Linked DNA regions of Mus musculus: region 1 is linked to region 2. A link is a contact called in public HiChIP or PLAC-seq data. All regions are on one chromosome and are shown on one strand. Each heading gives the region's core, a stretch centred on a gene start, on an enhancer-like site or on the middle of the called end of the contact. The rest is flanking DNA. Distances are from core to core; before and after follow the strand shown.

The links. HiChIP or PLAC-seq counts read pairs in DNA pulled down with a chosen protein or histone mark.
Region 1: a contact with region 2 is called in an H3K27ac HiChIP or PLAC-seq map of large pre-B cells, with 2.5 times the contacts expected there. The contact joins two enhancer-like sites. A contact is called at or near these places in 3 of 484 Hi-C or Micro-C datasets (CD4 T cells, CD8 T cells and Th1 cells) and 5 of 115 datasets of contacts at active chromatin or transcription factors (CD8 T cells, bone marrow-derived macrophages, effector CD8 T cells and 2 more).

Annotation. Positions count from the first base shown.
Region 1 is chr8:115,411,275-115,417,185 of GRCm38.p6, forward strand. No RefSeq gene overlaps it. Among named protein-coding and RNA genes, the nearest start is that of Gm39256, 230 kb to the right of the region's middle. Within about 2 kb of position 3,092, at least 95 of the 459 cell types and tissues checked have an H3K27ac peak or open chromatin away from gene starts, as enhancers often do. A contact at or near this core is called in CD8 T cells, Th1 cells and memory CD8 T cells, where this site is marked.
Region 2 is chr8:115,187,593-115,193,373 of GRCm38.p6, forward strand. All of the region lies in intron 8 of Wwox (WW domain-containing oxidoreductase), which reads left to right. Among named protein-coding and RNA genes, the nearest start is that of Gm39257, 230 kb to the left of the region's middle. Within about 2 kb of position 2,374, at least 57 of the 459 cell types and tissues checked have an H3K27ac peak or open chromatin away from gene starts, as enhancers often do. A contact at or near this core is called in CD8 T cells, Th1 cells and memory CD8 T cells, where this site is marked.

The DNA of each region.
Region 1 (5,911 bases), core at 1,842-4,341, 220 kb after region 2:
TGCTCTTCTCTCCGTTCTGCCACATGCATTTGGAAAACAGAAAAAGGCCAAGGAAATTTACTATTGCCTAATAACTTGAAGACAGATGCCAAGTTCATGGGCAAATCATGCCTCCGGGGAACCCATTGTACAACCATAAAATACCCACTTGGTAGCCATATGCAGAACTTAAAACAAAGCATGAAAAAATTTACCCCAAATCTTTAGCTGTAAGTCATGGCTGACATGTGAAATAAAAGGCAAGTCGGGCAGAAGGCAGAGACGCTTCCAGTTCTGCGATATTTGTCAAGGGCGCACCCTCATCTCCATGTTGAAGATCAGATTCACACTGACATAATAAGTTAATAATGATGGCGGTGGCTTTCTAAGAAAGGTTAGGAAGTGGTGCGCAAGCCTGGCGTCACAGAAAATGTCAAACTTTCCACTTGAACTCCCCATCTCTCAAGGACAGGATGGCACTTTGCTCAGGGGAAGATCTTGGTGTTCCCGAGGACTCAACAGAGAACAGTGTCCCTACCCCACCCCTCTCTTTTTCTGCTCCTTCCTCAGCTCTCACCTGGACTCTTTACTGTAGAGAATTCCAGATCCAGCCCCAGTGAAAATCAGCTCTTTCCAGCCAACAGTCTGAGCCTAGATCTCCACAAGGGGCATGAAGCTCTCTTTACAGATTGCAGATTTGCATGGTAAAAATAGACACTCAGGCGCATCACATGTCTATGCAAATTTCGCCAACCAAACCCGGTGCTGAAAATAGTTATTTACTAGTTTGCTTGCATATTGGCCCAGAAAACCCTCTACACCTATTTCATGCTCATTTAAATTCTTTAAGAGTCCCTGACCCATTTACATTTCCTGAGGGATGCCTGGTTTCCCGTGGACATTTGCTCGTGCCTCTTCTGGTGGTACTTAAAGATATATTGCCTGCCATTGCAGATCAGGTCCTGAAGAACTACATAGGCCCCACCTTCTGACAGTCCAGGCTGGACCTTGCTTAGTCAAGTTCAGCTGCAGCCTTAGAGTTATGGCTTCCTCTGCACGGTGTGTGGGTGTGTGTTCACTTGTTGCGTACGTTTTTGTGAGTCCATGTGCAAGCAAAAGAACAACCTTGGTGCTGTCCCTTAGGAGCTGATCAACTCTTTTGAGACAAGGTCTCTGTCTAGCCTGGAGCTCACCAATTTGATGAGGCTGGCTGGCCAGTAAGCCCCAGGGATATGCCTGTTTCTGCTTCCCTCCCCAGTGCTTGGATTTTGTGAAACCACTAGGTCTGGTTGTATTTTGTTTTGTTTTGTTTGTTTTTACATAGATTCTTGGGATAGAATGAAGGTCCTCAAGCTTGCAAGACAAATACTTTACCCATGAAGCCACCTCTCGGCAATGACCTTCTTTTGTGCAATCCTTCACACACAGTGGAAAGAGAGCCTTAGTTCAAACGCTTGGATAGCTGCTGAACAATTCCCTCTAGTCTGGTCCTTGGGAATACCCATTATAGCCAACTGGGGATTGGGTGGAAAGTGGGAGGAGATTTATAAACAATGAAAGCTCTTGGTGTCTCTCCATAGCCACTGACTCTGAATGTCTTGGGGGTGAGACATGGACATTGCTGTCTTAAGAAGCTTATTGCAGGGCTGGAGAGATGGCTCAGTGGTTAAGGAAACTGACTGCTCTTCCAGAGGTCCTGAGTTCAAATCCCAGCACGTGGTGGCCTTGGGAGGGTGCAAGAAGCAACAGTGACTGCAAAATTTGCCGCCATGTGCGTGTGGATCTGCATTTGCAGTCTTTTCAGGAGCCATTCTGAGACTCACTGGGTAAGCCTCTGGCCCATTTGATGGGACAGTTAATTATTTCTTGTTGCTCATCAGCCCCACAAAAGAGATCCTTCCCCATCCTGATATTTATGGACTTTGTAGAATCTGTAAAGGTTGGCAGTGTGTCTTCAATTCCTGGTTCTGCCACATACCAGTGACTTGAGCTCGTCGACTCTGAAAGTGAATGGCAATTCCTACTTGGAAAGGTCGTCGAGAGGATAGTTATTGTAAAGAATCTGCACTGTACCAGCCAGAGGGCACTCCTTAGCAGGTTTTAATACACTCACATCTCCCTGGGTTTTATAGTCCTCCAAGAATAACCCAAATGTCTTTCCAAGTCAACAGTCAAGACAAGTTTAGATGCAAGTCTGCGGAGAAGCCACTTGACAATGTTTGCTGAAGGGAGAAACCCAAGTTATCTCATTTCTAAGATGCATGCCCCTATCATCCAGTAGCAAGCCTGTCATAGCATGAAGCTCAGTGTCAGCTGCTTAGTAACTACCCTTTTGTTCTTTCAAACATACAATCCCATTCCTCAGATACTCCTCACACCCAGTCTAACAGATCCACATCCTCCTGAACAGGGGATAGCCCATGTAGGGGAAAGAGTGATCCTGCACAGATGTGCTGGAGTATCCCAAGGAGTCAAGTGATGCTCAGAGCTACCCACAAACACATTCTCACTTGCCAGCAATCACAGTGACAGCTCAATCCTGGAGACCCAGACAGTCTTCTGCAAGTTGTCATCTGCTGGCTTCCACGTGCATGGGTTGGCATTCCCCCAACCAACAATAGATAGATAGATAGATAAATAGATAGATAGATAGATAGATAGATAGATAAATGTAAAAAGCTGTTTAAAAATAAAAGAAATAAATGTCTGTAATGTATTCTTACTCAATACACATCGTAAAGTGCAAAGACGATGGCACAAATCTAAGCTTGAGTTGGGTGTAGAACCTGACCTGAGAGTGATCACCTTGCATTTTTGTCAGCAGGATCCAGGATAAGTGAACAGGACCAGGGAGTGAAGCACAAACACATTCCAGAAACGGCTTTGTTGTCCTCCGTGTGCTCTGGCCCCCTCCCCCCTCTCCTGCAACAACAGAGATCTGTGCAATGACTAAGGGTGGTTAATTAAGCATTGCAGCCCACAGTCCACTGCAGTTTCAATTGGATATGGTGTTCTCTCTCACTTCCTGTTTTGCAGGATTGCCGAGGGCTGTTAGACACCTGCCATGCTCTGGGGCCCAGCTGCTGTTCTACAGCAGGCAAAGAGGAAGCCCTCCCGGGCCCTCGGCCTTGAGAGGGGTTCAACTCTGCATACCAGTCCCTTCCCGGGGAGGCAGGGCCTGGGTAGACACAGCTGATGTGAGGACCGGCAGCTGGCAGGGAAGACCTTGTTCTATTGTGAGGATGGTGGCATGAGGCCCAGGGCTATCTCTCCATCCCTCATTCCCCAGAGTCCTCCTGTGACCTATAGATAATGAAGGTGGGTGCATCTACCCAGGCAGGAACAAGACATCAGTTTGCAGTTTCTCTGTATTCCAAATCACTCGGAAGAGTTCCTATGTGGAAGAAGCATAATTCAGTTAAACACTGAATTCTTTGTACATACATACATACATACATACATACACACACACACACACACACACACACACACACACACACACACTCACACTCACACTCACACTGGTCTGTCTCCTTGTGAAAAGTTCTTATGGGTTAGGTTCTCTATGCCAGGCAGTGGCTAAAGACAAGTCAGAGTTTGACAAACTCCTCTTCAATGCTGCTGGCTAGCCCTTCTACCCAGGGTGCCTCTTTCTCTAAAATCTGCTATGTTCTAACTAGCATATCCGATGAGTTCCGGCTCCTTTACTTAAGGAGCTGACTCTTGTCTTCCAGGAGAAGATTGCTTTCTCTACCCAATCAATTCCTAGCACTAAGCAGAGAAGAAAAATCCCGGAGACTGGAGGGGGATGGGTGGTGGATTTTCTCAAAAACAAAGCATCATAATAGATTAAAGAGGGCCAAGGTTTCTTTGACATTTCTGACATCAAGAAATGGGCTCAGGGGTTAAAGAGATGGCTCAGTAGCTAGGTGTGTGCACTCCTCTTTCAGAAAACCTACACTGGAAGCTCACAAACACCAGGAACTCCAGGGGATCCAAAACCCTCTTCTGGACTCCAAGGGCACCTGCACTCACGTATTAACCTCCCCCAACTCATAAATTAAAATAATTTAAAATATGAAGTGGGTCCAGGTTTCGCAGATGATTTGACACTGGGCAGTTAAAGTGACATTATGTCAATTCTGTCATTTGGGGCAGGTTTTTTTTTTTCTTTTCCCTCACAGAGCCACCACATGTAGACTCCTAGGCCACCATGCTGTAAGGAAACCCAAGCTAGAAGCCCAGAGAGATCACATGAAGAGATAGTCCCTTGCCTGGGCCCCCTACAATCCTTTGGCTCTTGGAGTTCTCCCAGATCTGTACCCAACATCACTGAGCATTCTATGCCCTGCACATTTCCAACTCAGAGGGGTTTTCTATGCAATAATACTGGCCAGCTTGGAACCTTTATGATTTGGGTGGGTGGGGGGTTGTTATGCAGAAGTGGGCAACTGACAGAGGAGATGGGATCTCTCTATATGGTTAAATTGGAAGGCCGTTTAGATGAGACACTGGAAGAGAAAAGATAAAACTATACCCTGGCACCCCTGTAACTCGTGTGGGAGGCTGGGGATGGTCTGTCCACCCCCTGTGAGAGAGAATGCGAAAGAAGCAAATATATGCAGTTGGAAGGGGATACCCAGAGGGAATGATTTAACTAGACAATGTTTCGAGACCATTCTAGAATCTGTGTCTAAGACAGGGGGCAGGAGGTGTTGTCCGTGAATAGCTGGGACCACCAGACAAGGATCTCCACTACAGACACATAGTTTTCATAACAGCTTTGCAGAGGAGCCTGAATGGGGCCACATCATGCCCATTTCAGGACTGGGGAAACTGAGGCTTAGAGAAGTGGAATCATTCTTCAGTGATGTCACAGGGAAGGAAGCAACATCAGGTTGGGTTCCCGCTTCTGCTATCGGCCTCCCACAGCCAATCCCGGGGGGCAGGCCACCCCCCCCCCACGGATGAATACTTGTCTTTAAAATCCTCATAAAATCCCAAATCTGAGACCCCACAGGCAGAGAAGCAACCTCCAATCAGATAAGAAAGTTATCTCTCCCAGCAGCTTAGAATAGAGGGCAGAGTATTCAACAAGGCCGGCTCTTATCTGATAAGAGATATGGCCACCTTTACATATTAATTTCCCTTAACTCATTAGGGCTCAGCTCTACGATTATCTTTCCCCAGGACTGGTTACACGGGTCACCAAATCTGTGCCCCAAAGGGAGAAATCTTTTCCTTCTAAACACCCTTTTCAGTTAAAGAAGGTACTATAGGTCCTGGATGATTACAATTGCTAGGTGTGTGTGTGTGTGTGTGTTGTGTGCATGTAGGCCAGATGCTAATGTGTTAATGCAACGTGTCTTCATTAATCTCCAGTTTAGCTTCTGAGACAGGGTCTCTTACTGAAACTGGAGCTTGCTGATCGGGGATGCTCCTGTCTCTGCTCTCAAGTTCTGGCATTAGAGAGCAATGCCACGCTAGGCTTTTTCCATTGGCACAGGAGGTCAACCTCAGGTCCTCAAGCTTGCATAGCGGTAGCTGAATGATGAAGACATCTCTCCGCCCTTCTAACTCCTTTTTTTGTGGGAGACAGTATTTCTCTATGTAGCCCAGGCTTGCCTTGAACTTGGATACTTCTGCCTCTATCTGAAAAGCTTTGGAAGTTCAAGCCTGTGCCTTCATATCTGGTTCCACAACGGTCTTTGTAAGGAAAGTTTAGCCATGGAGCTGAGTTTTAAACCAGCCACAGCTGCCTGTACAGGCTGTAGGCTTACCCACTGTGCTACATGCAGTAACTTTAATAAGGAACAGACAGAACTCTTGATGTGGGATTTGGACTGTACAATCACATAATAAAGCTTCAAGGTGCTACCTACCAAGTCCAAGTGCTGTCCCATTCCTCCCTGGGGGAAATCTACGACACCCC
Region 2 (5,781 bases), core at 1,124-3,623:
GCAGGAACACTGGAAGTTCAGCTAGTCAGCAAGCTGCCGGGTTACATGAGATCTGGTCTGAAATGCCAACTGAGCAACAAATAAAGAATTAAGATAATAAAAGAAACCATTTTAAAGTACATTTTTAAAAATTCCCCTCAGTAAGGCATCTCCTTAAGTTAAGAGTCACAATAAAACATCTGGAAGTGGGAAAACAGATGATATGAGAAAGGAGAAAAAAATATTCCTGAGGTAGTATTAGGTTAAATAAAAACAGTAAGAAAGAAGACCTTTATGATTCTAATTATAAACAAATGGCTAAAGTATGGACTTACATGGCCTAGACATGCATAGGGAAAAAAGCCAGATGTTACTGACAGGCAGGTTAGTCTGTGAGGCCCAGAATAACAACCATTATCCCCTACCCCAAATATGACTTTTGCTTCCAACAAATAACTCCTTCAAACAGGGAAAAAAGTTTGCTAGGATTTCCATTCCTTTGTTTATTTGGCTTGCTGTGTTGTTTTTGTTTTTTGTTTTTGTTTTTGTTTTTTGTTTTGTTTTTTTGACACAAGATCTCAGTGCACCAGGGTGGCCTCAAACTCCGTATTTGAGCTTAGAATGACTTTACGCCCCGTCTCTCTCTTAATACAAAGATTTATTTTCATGTACGTGCATGTATGTGTCTGTGTGAGCGTTTGCTACATGAGGCCCCTGCACAGGCCAGAAGAGCATCAGTCCTCCAGAGCTGTAGCCCACAGGCAGTCCTGAGTCACCTGACACAGTGTTGGGAATGGAAGGCAGTTCCTACAAGAGAGCAGCGTGTGCTCTCCCCCATGACCCATCTCTCCAAGCCCCTCCTTGAGTTCCTGATTCTCCTATTTCCACCTTCAAAGCGCTTGAGCTTTGAAAACATTCTTGCTCTGGTGTCTAGGTGCAACTGAGGCAGATCTTTCTAGAAGTGTTCAGCAAAGTGCTCCCGAGCTCCGCCTCTCCTCCACTCTCTGGTGTGTGAGTTCAGAGAACCTGGAGGCCCCATCATTGTCACCCCAGCCACAAGGATCTCAGTGGCTTCCTCTATGGCAATAAAGGGAATCCCCTTTCTGCTCGGTTCTTTCTGCAGAGTAGATGCATCTCATGAAGCCCTTCCATCCCTGCTTTTATGTTTACAGACTTTGGGGGAGGAACCTATTCTCCATCCTCTTGAATAAACCACACCCAGACTTTTTCTACCTAACTCTCCTTTTAAAAAAGCACTTAAAAAAAAAGCCCAACACGTGTGTGAATTATGTCGGGACATGCATGTAACATACTGCATGTACGGAGTCCAAAGAACAGCTTTCTGGAATCAATTCTTTCCTTCCTCCTTTCTGTGAGCTCTGGGGATAAAACTCAGGTCACCAGGCATGTTCGACAAGCGCCTTTAAACCCCTGAACCATCTTGCCAGCCCCTTGCCTGCCTCCTGGTGTGTTCCTGGATGAAAGGTCATATGCAGGTAGAAGAGGAGAGACAGGACTGGCTTGAGAGTCTGTGCCCCATGAGCACAAAGCCCACCTTCTCTCCCAAAATGAGGTCCCCCCCATTGCCTTTGGCATCATGTCACAGGTGGACACAGGCTCTCTGGCCGACCTTCTGGCTGGAGCGCAGCAGCAGCTCGTTGGCTTTACTGCCTCACGACGTCCACCTTCCTGATCAATGCTTATCAGTTTGCCAAGAGACAGAGCCCGCCACTGCAGAGATTGATCCCAGTTATTTATCTCCCTGGGCCCAATGTAAATTGGTCAATCCTATTCGCATGATAAAAATCATAATGTCTCAAATTACTTACTCAATAAAATGTGGGTCTGTCTATTATTAGTGATCATTAGGGTTATAATGCAGCCTGGAAATGTGGAGCAAATTAACTGCTCATGCAAGCCGTGGGCCCCCTGTGTGCAGCTAATCGTATGCACACCGTTCCACCGGGCAGAAGGGTTTGCAAGAGCCATTTCAGAGTAGGAAGGGTCACACCCATACACCTTTTTCTTCTTAATCTGAATTTCTCAAAGGAACTTTTACCTAACATACAATGGAACCACAAGAGTTACCAAAAAGAAGAAGAAAAACAAAATAGAAAAAGGAAAAAGTAGAAGTATAACTAAAAATAAATAACGTATTTTAATGGTTCTATTCCCGTGTCATTAGATTTTTGAATAATGATGCATCAAAATTCTCCTTTGAGAGAACTCCCACAGAACCCCTCCTTTCTTGTCTGTCTGTCTGTCTGACTGTCTGACAACAGTTTCTCTCCCTGAAGCTTCCTACTCAGTGACATCACGGGACAGGTTCTATAGTCACGATGAGTTCCCATCGTACCTTGGCCGGGGCCATTTCCTCTGTGGCACAGGCTTCCTGGACACGTGGGCAGGTGGGAGGCTCTGACTGCAACGGCTGGTGTCTGGATATGAGAGAGGTGTAGCTTTGAGTGGCAGCGTCAGTTTAGAAGAAAATGAAAACAATACTCTGCGTGTAACCTGTTTCCTGTGAGGGTGTCAGGAAACCTCACAAGGAACTTCACAGATGAAAACTATGAGATAAATAGAAATAATGGCACCGTGCCAGGAATCGGACATTTTTACAGGTGTTCGGTGTATATAAAGATTTCTTCTAGAGAGGATGGCTTTTTTTTTTTTTTTTTGCAATACAGTCTGACACAAGATCCAAACCAAAGATGAGATTTAAATGGATTTAAAGAAAGCCCCTACCACCACCACCCCTAATAAACAAATAAACAAACACCACAAAAAAAAGCAAAAAACAACAACAACAAAAAACCACTTTGGATCAGGATCCTACTAGTATTCAAGTGCGCCTGACTTTAGGCCTGTTGGGATCCAGGTTCATAAATGGTACCAAAGGATTTAATTATCTCTTTCTCAGTTTTCATCAAACACCCCTCCTAGTACTACCAAAGGGTAGGACCACCACCATGGCTTCTTCTTAGGCCACTCTGGCTGCTTTTCACTCTGGACCAACATCATGAGCCAGAGGCTGCGAAACTCTCATCAGGGAGGCCTCTGCCCTGTGACCCTTCCTAGCACCAGGAAGTAACGTTAGCTTCTAAACAACCATGCCTTGAGAAAGTCACAGCGGGTGGCAGCTGGGGAGGGGGACCCCCAAGGGGCTTTGGGATATTATAAACAAAAGAAGGGGACCGGGTACCAAGAATGGAAGCTGCAAAGGTCCACTCTGTTTAGGCATGCCCTGGACTCATCTTTTAGTGTTTAAAGAGGATGAAGACTTACGGAAAGGCCTAGGGGGGTGACTGTGTAGACAGAGGACCCCAAAGGTGACTGATGTTGGGAGCAGAACAGGGCTCTGTTGAAGGGCTTGGGTTCAGGAGACTGGGAATGACACTTAATAACTGTAATTCTGGTAACTGCTCTTTTGCACGTGTCTATGTATGTGTTATATGTGTAAGCATGTGTATGTGTGTATGGGCTAACGCGTGTGGGATCTCTGTGTGTGTGTGTGCATGAGTGGAGTGGCCAGAGGTTGCCATCAAATATCTTCATAGACATAAGACATAGACCTTACATGCTGAGGCAATTTCTATCATTAAATCCAGAGATTGGCAATCCTGCCAGTCTGGCTACTCTGCTTGCTCTGACAATCCTCTGCCTCTGCCTCCTGGGACCTGGGGACCTGAAGTGGTGGTTCTCTCCCTTGTGCTTCAAACACTCTACTCACCGAACCCTCTGTCTAGCCTAGGTAGGCCTGATCAATTGACGGACCCTCATTAAGGCCTCCATGTTCTGAAGTGTTAAAATGCCCTGTTGTATTAGAGTTTTTGGTAAGACGACCGATCAGATAACAGTTGTGAGTCATTGCATCGTTAGTGACTGCTTTGTGGAGAGATTTTCAAATTTTTGCCATGAGCTCTGGAAGATGCAAAGCTCCTTGAAAAGAGCATTTCTGGTTCTGACAAGATGACTTCTCCGTTTTGAATTTAATAGCCAGGGAGAGCGCGTCTTTCCGAAACACGCACTGGGATTAAGCGCTTGGATAACACACAGACTTCACTTCTGAGGGAGCAGAATGAAATGCAAGCCTGAGATTCAGTGATACTCACTGGATGTTTGGCCTAATGGGAAACTGGCCAGAGCTTCATTGCCAGGTGTGCAGCTTGCAGCTTGAAATATGGCTTGGCTCCTCCATCATAGACACACATCCTGTGTGGCCTCTGTCCCTCAGATGTTCCAGTGACCCAGATATAATGACTTCTCTTTTCAACCAGCCTCCTACCTTTCAATGCACTCAGTAATGTGTTGGGCCATTCTCACCTCTCCATCTTATCTTTGGTTCTGTCTTGGGGGTATCATCTGCATCTACTTTCCATCACTGTGGCAATAAGCCACCACAAATTTAGTGGCATGAATTAATAATTCAAATGTATGTCTTTACAGTCAAGAATACAGTTTTGTTGTGTATCTCTACCTGTGGTTTTGTTTTGTTTGAAGGAGGGTTTTGGTACCTTGTTTTGCTGAGGTAGGGTCTCACCCATAGCCTATGCTGGCTTCAAACTTTCCATCTTCCTGCCTCCACTTCCGAAATTCTAGATGTATTTCATCACCCTGGCACACAAGTCCTAAAATCAACGTGTCATCCAATCTTAACATCTATAGCAAAGTCCATTCCTTACCTTTTACAGATTCTAGACGGTTGTGACATTCCTTTGTATGTGACCCCTTCTTGTAGGAGCCAAACACATCATCCCAGCCTCTTCATGGGCTCATATATCCTCGTCCTTGTCCTCTTCCTCTTTCTCTTCTCTAGCCTGTCATCATGCAAGCTCTAACTTTGACCTGCCTTCTGTCCTATTTGTGTGTTTGTGCGTGAGTAAGTGTGTGTGTGTGTGTGTGTGTGTATCTGTGTGTGTACATGTGCACATGCATGCACATACATGCAGAGGTTAGAGAACAATCTTGGCTATCTTTCCTCCAGCACTATTTACCAAGTAGGTTCTTTTTTGAGTAAGGGTCTTTTACCAGCCTGGAACTCATGGGATAGTTTAGGCTAACTCTCTCACATACCCCAGGAGTCTCCCTACACCTGCCTTCCGAGAGCAGACATTCAAGCAAACTCCTCTGTGCCCAGCTTTGTTTGACCTTTGTTCTGTGCATTGGACTCAGGTGCTCATGCTTGCAAAGCAAAGCACTTTACCCAATAAGGTGTCTTCCCAGCTCTCTTCCATCCCTTTATAAAGACCCTGTGTTCAGTCTACTCAGATAACCCAGCCCATTCCCCCTTTCTCAAGACCCTTAACCAGAGCTGCAGTATCCACCTGGCTCTGTCAAGTAATGTCATCTCCACTGGTTCCCAAGACAAAGATGTGATGTCCCAGAAAGAGGACATGCTTCTCCCCTGTCATTCTTATATTTGGTGATGGCATAGCTCACAAGTGTGAATGTTCCCTGCAAAAGGGACTTTGATGCTGTTGAAGGTGTCCACCGTTGGAGAGCTGGGAATGTGAGGTGTGGCTTGGCCCTCACCTCTGACCTTATCTCCCTACAGCATCTAACCTCTGTGTGCATCTCAGCTTCTGCAACTGTCAAATCAAGAGGTAGATGAGGTGCAAGGTCCCCTCGGAGCATCTAAATGTCTTAGATAGCTTCCAATGACTGATTTGTCAAAGTTTCATAGGGTAGATGAACAGGAAGTCCCCCCCCCCACACACACAGACATGGAGACTAGAAGTCCAAAATCAAGATGGTGGAATGGCCGTAACCTGTGAACACTTGGGTACCTTTCCCTCGCCACGC